3 separate regions of the Mus musculus genome follow, and all the other regions are linked to region 1. The links are chromatin contacts, called in public Hi-C maps. All regions are on one chromosome and are shown on one strand. The core of a region is the stretch at or near the end of the contact, and the rest is flanking DNA. Distances in the headings are between cores, read along the strand shown. Region 1 overlaps Gm8630 (predicted gene 8630). Region 2 has its middle 270 kb from the start of Tle4. Region 3 has its middle 27 kb from the start of Gm31331.

What was found. Hi-C and Micro-C count contacts between places; a contact is called where the count stands out from the background.
Region 2: a Hi-C map of the N1E-115 cell line shows a contact between it and region 1, with 3 times the contacts expected there. A contact is called at or near these places in 2 of 484 Hi-C or Micro-C datasets (the N1E-115 cell line and nephron progenitors), 2 of 130 datasets of targeted methods (astrocytes and embryonic stem cells) and 1 of 9 other capture datasets (embryonic stem cells).
Region 3: a contact with region 1 is called in a Hi-C map of the N1E-115 cell line, with 4 times the contacts expected there. A contact is called at or near these places in 2 of 484 Hi-C or Micro-C datasets (the N1E-115 cell line and myocytes).

The regions. Positions count from the first base shown.
Region 1 is chr19:14,422,615-14,426,393 of GRCm38.p6, reverse strand. Gm8630 (predicted gene 8630) reads left to right here. Exons shown (of 6, transcript NR_152176.1): 3 at 3,674-3,779. Among named protein-coding and RNA genes, the nearest start is that of Gm8630, 11 kb to the left of the region's middle.
Region 2 is chr19:14,870,266-14,874,044 of GRCm38.p6, reverse strand. No RefSeq gene overlaps it. Among named protein-coding and RNA genes, the nearest start is that of Tle4, 270 kb to the right of the region's middle.
Region 3 is chr19:14,121,886-14,125,664 of GRCm38.p6, reverse strand. No RefSeq gene overlaps it. Among named protein-coding and RNA genes, the nearest start is that of Gm31331, 27 kb to the right of the region's middle.

The DNA of each region.
Region 1 (3,779 bases), core at 339-2,838:
ATGTATAGACTTGTGCTCCTCACAGTACAGTCAGGGCCACCGGCAGCAGCGTCTAAATCTTTGAGAGGCAAATTCTCATCCAGTCTCACATCCACTGCCCCATGCACAACAGCCAAACTAGATAATCAGCCTGGCGCCTATCAATTGAAAAACTGATAAAGAAAACAGGGACCATACATACAACACAATAGTGTTCTGCCATAAAAACAAGAGAAGCTTTTTCATGTTTTGGGACAACTTGGATGAAGCTAGATGGTGTTCTGTTAAGTAAAACAAGCCAAGCACAGTCAGATGGGTATCCGGTGAGTTCACATCTTTGTGGAATCTAAGCATGCTGATTAGGCGTTCGAGAGAGCAGCGTGCAGTCAGCGGAGGTCAGGGAGGCACAAGGGCTGAGTTCATGCAGTTAGGCAGATGTGTCTTAGGTAGAGCCCTACCTTAGAGCCAGCTCACCAGAGTTTAGAGTAGTGTGACTATTCCCAAACTGCTAATAGGAGATTTTAAATGTTGTCAACAGTAAATCAGTAAGTGGGCCTGTTAGTTCCTTTGGTTTAATCGTTCCACAGTACATCTGAACAAAACGCTGTGCCCCATAAATATATACCGTTTTGTCAATTAAAAACAAAAACGCCTGCCTTTTAACAGGAACACAGGCCTTCTGCTTTCTAGACTGTAGAGACAGAGATTGAGATACACTTTCTGGGTTTTCCCCTCTCACTTTTATAATTTTTTCCTCTGGTAGAGCCTTTATCAAAGCTTCTGATTCCACAAGGCAAAGCCAGTGATTTGCTTGCTTGCCAGCCTGTCGTAGCTGAGTCCAATTTCTGTAAGTCGGAAACATGTCTTCTGAACTCAGCAACCTTTCTTATCAGAGGCTGATAAGTGTGGCCACCACACGCAGCCCACAGACCTCCTTTGAGAAGCCCTAACCTGGATGGTACCTCTCTAGTGCCCTGGACTCCTGACCCACAATGGCCCTTGAGGCAGCCTCACTCAAGGGAACGAGACACAACCAGAAGTCACATATGCATCCAGGTTGGTCAGAAAGTTACTGCACACATATTACACTGCCCCCTTCAGCTGAACTGCATCAAGCAAGGTGTTAATCTGTAAAGTGCACTTTTTTTTTTCTATCAAGATAGTGAATTCCATCGACTTACTTATCACATATCCCGGCCTAGTTTCCCGCTACTGTGTTGGTATTATGGATTTAAAGCAAGTTTGTTCCCACATCTCCCGAGTTTATAATCTGGGTTTATAATTTTCTGCTAAAAGGTTAGGTTGCCGACTTTGGCTGATCAGAGCACATTTGGAGTCCATCAAATTTTAATTTATGAATAAACACAAGGAGACTGTCTCTCTCCTGGACATAAATCGTGAAGTTGTTTTTGTCACCGGAGACAGAGATGTTGTAAAACTTTGGCTTTAATCTCTTCCCCGTTTGGCTGTCCTTGTTCCAGAGTCGGGTCTTTTAAAATCTTGTTAAATACATTACAGCTTGTTACAGCCTCTGTTTATATTAGGGACTCACTAAGAGGAGGTGTCAATGATGTAAACATTACATGAAAGTAAGGGTTGCAGAGATGAGAACAGTGCTTAATGGAGCAGCTTTGCTAGTGGGAAGGGCTCTGACACTGACCAGAGCTGGTCTCAGAGGGAGCAGCTCCCTTGCCACACCGCCTTTTAGCAACCTTTAAAAAACGATCTACGCTTGTTTACACAAAAGTGTTTCAAGCCCTCTTCTGCTATAAATTGTGTATGGCTCAGCCTGTGCATTAGGACTCATGCTAAATGTCTTTATCTGGAAAGATAAAAGAAATATTTACGATTCCTCTGAAATGTATTTGCCTTCCCATGGCTTTGGCTAATAATACGATCAACTAAAAGGAGCCGCTTAAGAACTGCTGTTTATCTTACAAACAGTAGCCTAAGGCCTCTGCTATCTTCTAACGGCTAACGTCTAATGAATAATTAGGGCTCTGACACACACACACACACACACACACACACACACACACACACACACACACGTTCTCTAAGAAGAGAAGCTTGCCTGGTTCTTAAGGAGGAGCCATGATGAATTGTTATGTTTTCGAAGATTGGTTTCTTAAGTTCATACATGATTAAAGTATGCCCTAAAGGAAATACAAATTGAAAACATGCTGCAATCCCATTTTATACCACCAGGCTCCAGAGTATAAATTCCAAGAGCATCAAGTATTAGTGAAAATGTGCTACAAAGAGAAGTTTCCTATCAGCTGGTGATGATGTGATTTGGTTCAGAAAGTTTGTAAAGACAATTTCATCTTATAAAGTGGAACTCATGAATACAGCTGGGCATTTCCCCCTCTTAGCTAGGTATATTAGGGCATTATTGTATAGGTATACTAGAATTGAGACAAGAATCTTTTCGTTAATGTAATTTCTAATAGCAAAATGCTCAAACAGAAACTCCAAATGACTATTGTGTGGTATTTGATTCATATAATGGAATATACTACTGTAGCAAAAACGACTTAAATGCAGCGACATAGGCCAAGCATGCATGACGCTGAAAACAAAAGATTAGATTAAACAGAAAGTTTCATGGGACTGCAGAGATAGTACAGGGATTGATACCACTCACTGCTTTTCTGGAGGCCCTGTTTTGGGTCCCAGTACCCATGTTTGGCAGTGCAATTGCCTGTAACTCCAGCTTAACAGCAATCTAACACTGTCTTCTGGACTCTAGACACCTACACATATGTTGAGCATGTGTATAACATGTACAAATGCAGATACACATGTACACATAATTTAAAAACATGTTTAAAAAGCAAGTTCAAGAAAAATATAAACAAGAAATTTTTGCTTGAATAATACTAAACAAGTAAACAATGACCTAAACTAAGAAAGATAGGGCAATATGATGAAAAATGATTAAGGAACATGAAGGGATTATTATTATTATTAACTCAAAATGAGATAGTGGTTACATTTGGGGAAGGGAACATCAACTATGGGAATCACAGTGGAGAAACCATGTCCATTTGTTAACTTATTTAATTACTGTTTTAAATTATATATTTGTGTGTGCACGTGTTTGTTTAAGTGCCCATAGTGGGGAGAGATATAACATGCCCTGAGAGCTGAGTTGTTTGTGAGATGCCTGATATAGATTCTGGGAGTCAAACTCTGATCCTCTGCAGAGCAGTATGCTCTCTTAACCACTGTGCTGGCTAACTTTATGTCATCCTGACATAGGCCGCAATCACCTGAGGGGAGAGAATTCCAATTGAGAAAATACCTACATAATGCCAGTACATAGAAACAAACGTTGGCTTGAGAAGCACTCACGTGGAACCAGTTTCTAGTTGGTTGCAGTAGGCTATTCTTCAAATTCTCAGTAGCTTTATGAAGAAATCAAAATTTGTTTTTCTCTCATGCAACATGCTTTTGACTTCTGTGGTCACTCCAGGACCTGGGCAGCCAGAGATGCCAGAGTAAAGACTGCTGTGGCTTTTCTTGTACCTCTAGATCATCACAGGGGTATGTTGAGGGGAGTGGAAGCATGACGAGTCAGTCAGGTTGAGAAATGTTGTGGTTATTACTGTGTTTTTATTTAGTGTTCCAGAAGAGGACAGGCTTATTATTATTATTAATTTTCTTATTTTTATTTTTTTTGCTGTCACAGCTCTGATTTTGTAAAATCAAATAAATTAAAATAAAATACTGCACTGAAAAGCATCTTCCTTGATGGTCTTGGGAAGGAATCCCTCCTGGAGATAGAATACTTTGGT
Region 2 (3,779 bases), core at 390-2,889, 450 kb before region 1:
GAAGTTAACACAAACCAAAAATTAAGAAAGGACCAGGGTCAGAAGACCAGGTGCAGTGTGGACCATGGTGGCCATTTCCTTTGTCACACAAGAGGAAGATCTCAAACTTGGCTGCTGCAATCCTTTGGCTGTCTGTTCTCCCAGGACAGCGACAATGCAGTTCCTGACTGACTTAGAATCCTTTCCTGGAGAGCCATCCTATAGGCAAAGGGCGAGGAATGATTACCAAGGGAACTGAGCATCAAGGTTTTCGGGTGCTTGTTAGTAAACATGATTCCATAAGCAAGGAGAACACCATTAAACAAGTTCTGACTGGTAAGAAGAGGATGGATATTGGTGTTGTTGTTGTTGATTTCCTTGGACTGTGGCATAGACATAGAACTGCAATTTCTGCCTTTGCTTAGTCTTACTACAGGAGGGGTTTCACCGGTTTTCCCACTAGGAAGGAAGAGATGAAGGGAGATGGTGGGTGGAAAATGCCATGCCTAGGAGTGTCATGAGCAGATTAGCAGGGGGATGTCAATGACTACAAAAAGATCCAATCTGATGGCAGAGCCCACAGGGACAGGAGCCCTCTGGGGACACCTCTTAAAAAATGCATCTGTTTTGAACCGAAGAAACCAAGAGGAGCACCTTAAGGATTCTCCCAATGTTTCCTGTTGCAATTAGCCACAACACGACTATGCTCTCCGACACTTAACTTTATTCATTCTTTAAACTTCATAAATCAAGTGTGTCTCAGAGAAGTTTCTATATGTATGAACACAAAGAAAATGTAAAAATCAAGTTAAAAACAATCATTCGGGCCTGCAAATGGCCCAGTGAGTGAAAGTAGCTGTTGTCAAATCCTCACAGCCTGTGTTCAATGCCCAGAACTCACTTGGTGGGGAAAAAAAAAAAAAAAAAAAAACAGCTCCTGCAAGCTGTCCTGACCTTCGCACAAGCCCATCCCCACAAGTAAATAAGAAAATGTAAAAATTAATTAATTAATTAAAAGCAGTCTTTCTTCAAGGTTTAACTTGTATTTCTTGTTGTTTGAGGAACACAAACACACACACAGAGAGAAAGACAGACAGACAGAGAAAGAGAGAGATACAAAGAGTTTGGGTGGGAGTGGGGCTTGATGATAGTAGCTCTATTCAGAGTAGGAGGCAGAAGAATGAGAGAGGAATAAGAATAAAAATCATTAGAATACTTTATATAAATTATAAGAAACTGTAAAAAAAAAATTCTGAACAGTCTTTCTAATATGTTGCCATCTTTAAAATTATTTAAAGGGAGAGTTAGGAACAGACATGAAAATGCTAATAGATGTTTGTACTCCCTGAGATTTTAGGTGACACCACTCTGCTCGTTTCTTTCCATGTTTTGATTTTTCTATCGTCTACATGTGCTCTCTGTGTTTATTTACTACAAATAAACTCTGGGTGAGACACACTGTAACCTGAGAAGCTAGAGGACGCATGTTGGAATTATATGAAAGAAGATGGTCTGAAGAGCGTTCTGACATGGCTTTCCAGTTTGTTTTGTGTCTTGACCTCTTAATCCCTTGTAGTCTCCTGTCTACAAAGTGAGGTAGGCTGTTTTCTAATGTGGTAAATTATAATGTACCCCGGTAGTGTTAGGGAGTTGATTACCAGGATCTAGAATGTTCTCATTCAAGCACAGTTAGATAATAAAACATGGAGAAAAAAAGGAAAAGAAGATACCATCAGGATCAGAGGACAGGGAAAAGGCTGCTGTTTGTGGGACCAGCATCCAGGCAAGGCAGATGAGCAAGGGACTGCCCCCATGCCATTCCAATCAGCCATGCCTTTCACATCACTGCTGGCTTTGTTGTCCAAATGTTAATAGATTTCCAGAGAGAGAATTCTTCTAGTTATTCATTTCTGAAAAATTACAGAATAATGGTTTACAATGTATTGTGGTAATTGCATAGGAAGCTAACTGCTATTTTTCTTAATAAGGTTGACCCTTTGAGGCCTGGCATGAAAACATTTCCACAAAAGGATGTGCATGGTCCTGGCAGGGTGGAGGAGGGGCATCTGTCTTGTTTGGTACTTCTGTCTGTCTTCTTTCCTTTTTTTTTTCTTTTCTTTCTGCTGCTATGACTTCTGCTACTGTGACTGCTATTTGTTTTTGTAATTGTTCTTCAAAGGCTTCCGGCAAGAAAGCTGTTCTAATTGTGCAAATCACAGAACAGCTGATCACAGAAACGGTCTCAAGTCATCTGTGCAACCACTGACTGAACTTTCAAACAAGCTGGGGGCGCTTCCCCCAATCCCCTGAGTCCAGCATCTGACAGTGAACATAAAGCAGCCGCCAAATGAGATACTGAAACAGTTGTGTGTCACTAAGCCAGTGATTTGATCTGAGCAGTCAGCAATCACGCTGCCCTGGGCTGCAGAGAGACTTGCACTGCACTGATGCAGGCTCCCATAGGCAGGCTCCCTGCCTGACTTGTTACCATGGTTTCCAGTGCAGCCTGGTCTAGTGAGAACGTTTGTCTCGTTGAAAGCAGTTAATGCTGGGTTCAAATCTACCCTCTGCAGCTAAAGTGACATGAACCAGGCAAATCACACAGAACTTGTTAAATGAAGCATTTCCTGTTGCCTTAAGATTCCAGTTAAAGCCCAAGAAAGCAGTTGGTACCTCCCACTGCTCATCCATGCAGAGCTAAGAGGTGGCTTTAAATGACTTGATGACTCATAGCTCATCACCACAAATGAGAGCCTAGGGACGAATTGAGGAGAATAATCAGTGTGGTGGGCAGGCATGGGCATCAGAATACTGTTGTCTAAGGAAATTCCTCAGGAGGGGAAGAACAGGATGTTTTCTACTGCTCCAGTTATTCAACAAATTTAGACTGTCCCTATCATGTCCCAAGCATATTCAAAGTACTGCAGACACAGTAGTGAAGACAAGCTATTTTCATGAGTAGCAAAGGCTCTCCTTGAAGGTGCAAGTAAGCTACCAGATTGAAGGGAGGCAGGTTTCTTATCGACAACCCCAGCCACACAGCTACCAGACACTTAGGAGCAGCCAACCCTTCCAGGCTTGAGTATGAAATAGTGTGAGTTTCTCTCTGAGCAAACTGAAGGCTGAAAAGGCATGTGGGTATGAGTTGACCATGCTCAAGGACAGTAGAGCTCCTTAGACCAAGGCATGAAGGATTCCTGCCTTAGACCTTAGACTCTCAAATCCTCTGCTCTTATGAAGGCATTAGTTTTAAGGATGGCGAACACAACATGTTTTATCAAACCATTTTTAACTTGACTTGGATGGTCAAACGGGCTGACTATGCAGTTTGGAGTTTTGTTTATACTTCTGCCTAGGGTCCCACAAATGTGAAAGAGACAGAGAGAGAGGAAAAGACACAGAGAGACAGAGAGAAAGACAGACAGACAGACAGACAGACACACACACACACACACACAGAGTTAGAATTTGGAACAGAAATATAAGGGGAGATTTGGCAGAGAGATAGGAGAATCAAAGTCAGAGGTGAAGTAGTGTCAGGGACAAAGACATGAAGAACACTTTAAACCCTTTCACATGGAATTTGGACATGTGCCTTAAGTGGTATTCAATTGCTAAGAAGCATAAACCAGCACCCTGCCAAATGCCACTGAGGTCTGCCCCCTATTGCTTCTTGTTGATTTAGCCCCAGAGAAAGAAGCACCAACAGAGCAATACTTTTCCTCACAGCTCTTTCCAGAGCCTGAGTAGAGACTGGAGTTGAGAAAGGAGAGAGGTTTTTGAATAAGAGGTTGAAGTTT
Region 3 (3,779 bases), core at 580-3,079, 300 kb after region 1:
ATATATCACTAATACTACTTGACAAACAATTATCATGTTCTTTTCTTTTCTCTAAGAAAGAAGGACATACATATTTAACAAAACACCTTTCTGAATGTCTTTCACTGAAGCACAGTCTGTCTTTGGAAATTAGTTTATATCTTCTGAAATTTATTGTGCAACTGACAAAAGCAAATGAAAAAGAAAATAGAATGCCAGGTTAACATAAATTCTTCTTTCTTTTCATTCTATATACAAGTGACTTTTCTATGAAAAAAAATTAAACTAGAAACGACTTTGGAGATTGCTTGGCAACTTCTGCTGAGGTGTTTCCATCTGTCCAGTTTGTATTCTTAGGCCAGCACACTAGACAGCTGCCAGACGGAAACAGGTCAAGATGTGTCAGTGAACCTGATCATTATGAACTTGGGGAAAGCTAAACTGTCTTTTCAGATCTGGGTTTTGATTGATGAGTCATGTTGAAACCCATAGCCATGCAAACCCACAGTTCCATCACACTGTTCTTATACTTAGGTCACCATATGCTTGTTTCATCTTCAGTGTTTCACTCTAGTTCTGTTTATGCCGTTCATTAGCGTGGGGAGGAAGCATACGAGGAATAGAAAGAAAACAAAGCCTCAAAGAGTTGTATCCAGGACGAAAGCCAGCATGAACTGCTCTTTTCTTTTACCTTTTCATCTTTCTTTAAAGCAAAGAAAAACAAAACAAAACAAAATAAAAACCAAACAAACAAAAAATCAACTGTGATTCCTTTTTGCTGATGAAATTTCCCACCTGGTCGGACTTGTGACACGAAGAGCTATCTTGGGTTGTGCGGAGTGATTCAAATTCTTGTTCCTGAGGCACAACACCATTGCTCAGACCAGTAAGAAAGATCTTTGACTTTAAACTCTACAAAGGTTCAAACCAACGCTACTTGGCCTGCTTTGCTGTAGTTTGGGTCTCTTACCATTGCCGGGCTGGCTGCATGGTTCTGAGGCTTTCTCCCCCTAGTCACTCCTAAGTGAGTCAAAGTGAGTGAAATTTTGGCACATCCAAGTCCCTCTAATTACATCAATGGCAGTTTAGTGAGGAGCTGTTCCAGAAGGTGATAGCTTTATCCAGTGTCCTGCTGCAAAGGATTCATTTCCCCGTTTGCCCTCTGCTTCTCCTCTCCACTCAGGTTTCATATTCACTCCCGTGTCTTGGGAGTTGCGCTTTGTACTGGCAGTTATTATCATGTTCATTTTTTTTTCTAACTGACCTTAATTTTTCCCCTTTTCCCTGTCACACTAACACCTGAGGCACACAGAAATAAAATCCCTCCCAACACACCCAACAGCTTGCTGTGCCTTCTGTTTGCATGTTTGACTGCTTGGAAATTAATTAAGAGATGTTGATTTCAAAGTGCCTTTTTTTCTAAGTTTCTCAAATATTTAAACAAATTTTATACACTTTTTTCCCCACTTCCCCTTTCTCTCTGTTTGTAATAAGATTAATTATGTGAGGTGCACCGCTGCTTATCCCCATGAAGGAAAATCTAAAACGAGGGATTTCAGCCTCAAGAAGGCTATTTTGTCCTGTTTCCGATGTTCTAAAGGGATTAATTTACCATATCGTATAGCCCTGGAAGACTGTGATAATTGAAAACATCCATATTCATTGCATGTTCAAAGGGATCTGTCTGACTTTGTAATGTAAAAAGTGCATTTTTAACCTGAACGGGGACCTGCATCTGCTATTGCTTAATCCTATTAGTCGGACATTTCCAAAGCTTTAGTGTATAATCATTAGCTCGTGTTAATCCTGAGACATGCCTCCAGCCTCTGCCTGTCAGGAGGAATCCCTGCAGGGAAATGTGGAGGTGCTGATAGCACACCACCAGCTAATCTTATCTTAAATGCTAGCAGAATCCTCTATCTGTGAGAGCCAGGGAATTAAAAACAAATTTTTATGGGTATTGGATAGCAGGGTTCTCTCTCTCTCTCTTTCTCTCTCCCGGCTCTCTCTCTCTCTCTCTCTCTCTCTCTCTCTCTCTCTCTCTCTCCTCTCTTTTCCACTTCTTTCCTTTTTGTGCTCTCTTTCCCTCCATTCTTCCTTATGTGATGCTGTGAGTACTGTCAAGACAGGAAGAGTGGAAAGGGGGTTAAATCATTCAGTATACTTGTCAAGTCTTCTATCATTTTAATTCCTTGACGTCAGAAAGTGAAACCAATCCTGTGCTTTGTGCTTCTGTGGGTTGTAAAGATGACATGACGCATCCCAAGTTTATTGTCCCTTCCATTAATGGCCCCTGGAGACTCTAAACTCTGGGTCCTAGGCATGAATGGAAGCATGTCTGAGTAAAGAGGAAAATTGCCACTGTCTGCTAGCATGGGAGCCTTTTAAAGATACAGTTGAACTTGGTCATGGAGAATTGAGTGTAAGAGAATATGTGGGTCTGGGTATTGTGTAAGAGGTCTGTACAAAAGTGACAGAGTTTATAGCTGTGTATGCTAGATCACAGAAGACCATGTGTAAGGAGGTGCCTCCATTTCATATGGAGATTTTTTTTTTCTGCAAAGGATGTCAGAATATTTCTTCATTGATAATACATTTCAATATGGCAACCACAATGTGCTAGTTGCTGGGATTGCAATAGCAAATATATTCCCTGCCCTCATAGAAGTCTAGAGTAGCTATCCTGATGCTGTTGGGAACCAGAGAACAAAGAAGAAACAGTAATAAAAATTATTACACAAGGTGGTAACTGCTAAGATGCTGTTTTCATATTTTATTGTTTCAGTCTCTTGATAAATTCAGCCTGGTCGTTGGTGAGATGCCTCGAAGAGGCTTCTTCAGAGCTTCCTTGTCCCCTCTTTCTTATAGCACAGAGATTGTGACTATATGGTAAACACTTGACTATGTTAGTTAGATGAGTTTGTGTAGTTTACTCTGAAAATACTCTTAGTGGCTGGTCCACAACTGTGATGGAAACAACTGCTGTGCCGCTTCACGATTAAGCAGATACATGTACTGTTCATTTGATCACAGTTTCCAATGTAATGGTTTGAATATATATATATATATATATATATATATATATATATATATATATATATATATATATATTCTAACTTCTAGTCTGATGGTGTAAGGCAAAGGAACCTTCAGGAAGTGGGATGGAGCCCTTAGTAATGAAGTTACTGACCTTATGCTAAGACCATACCATTCTCTGTCCAGCTTCTCAGTTTATTTGCTGTTCTATTAAAAGAGCCTTCTTAGAAGTAGAGAAGTTAAAAATTTGAATAAAAAAATCTAAAATCAGATGACCAGTGTTCCACTCATTCCGCTAGCATCTGCCACATGCCTTGTTAGAAACTGAGGGAATATTAACAAGGATCAGATATTGGCTCTACCTTCCAGGAATCCACATGTCAATAAAGGAGAGGCACACTTGTGTTTTTCATAAAGGGTGGAAAATGTAAGAATGGGGAGTCGAGAAGCAAGGGATTGCCATCACCACATAAGGTAGCACTCTCTGCTCCCCACTCTGCGTTACGGTGCTAATTCTAATTGCACATTTTAGTCTCAGGGGACACTGAACTCATAGCAATATGTGGTCCTTAGCCCTTGAGACTTCAACCCAAGTGGCCTAGTTGGAACATCATTTTCACTATTTTAATAGCTTCCTACGTGATTTTAATGTGTATTCCAAGGTTGGGAAACAAGACAGTTTCCTAAATACAAGCGAATAAGCAGTGGATGGTTGTGAAAACTTGAAATGTAACACAATGTACTTCCAGTAGCAGTTTTTGTTT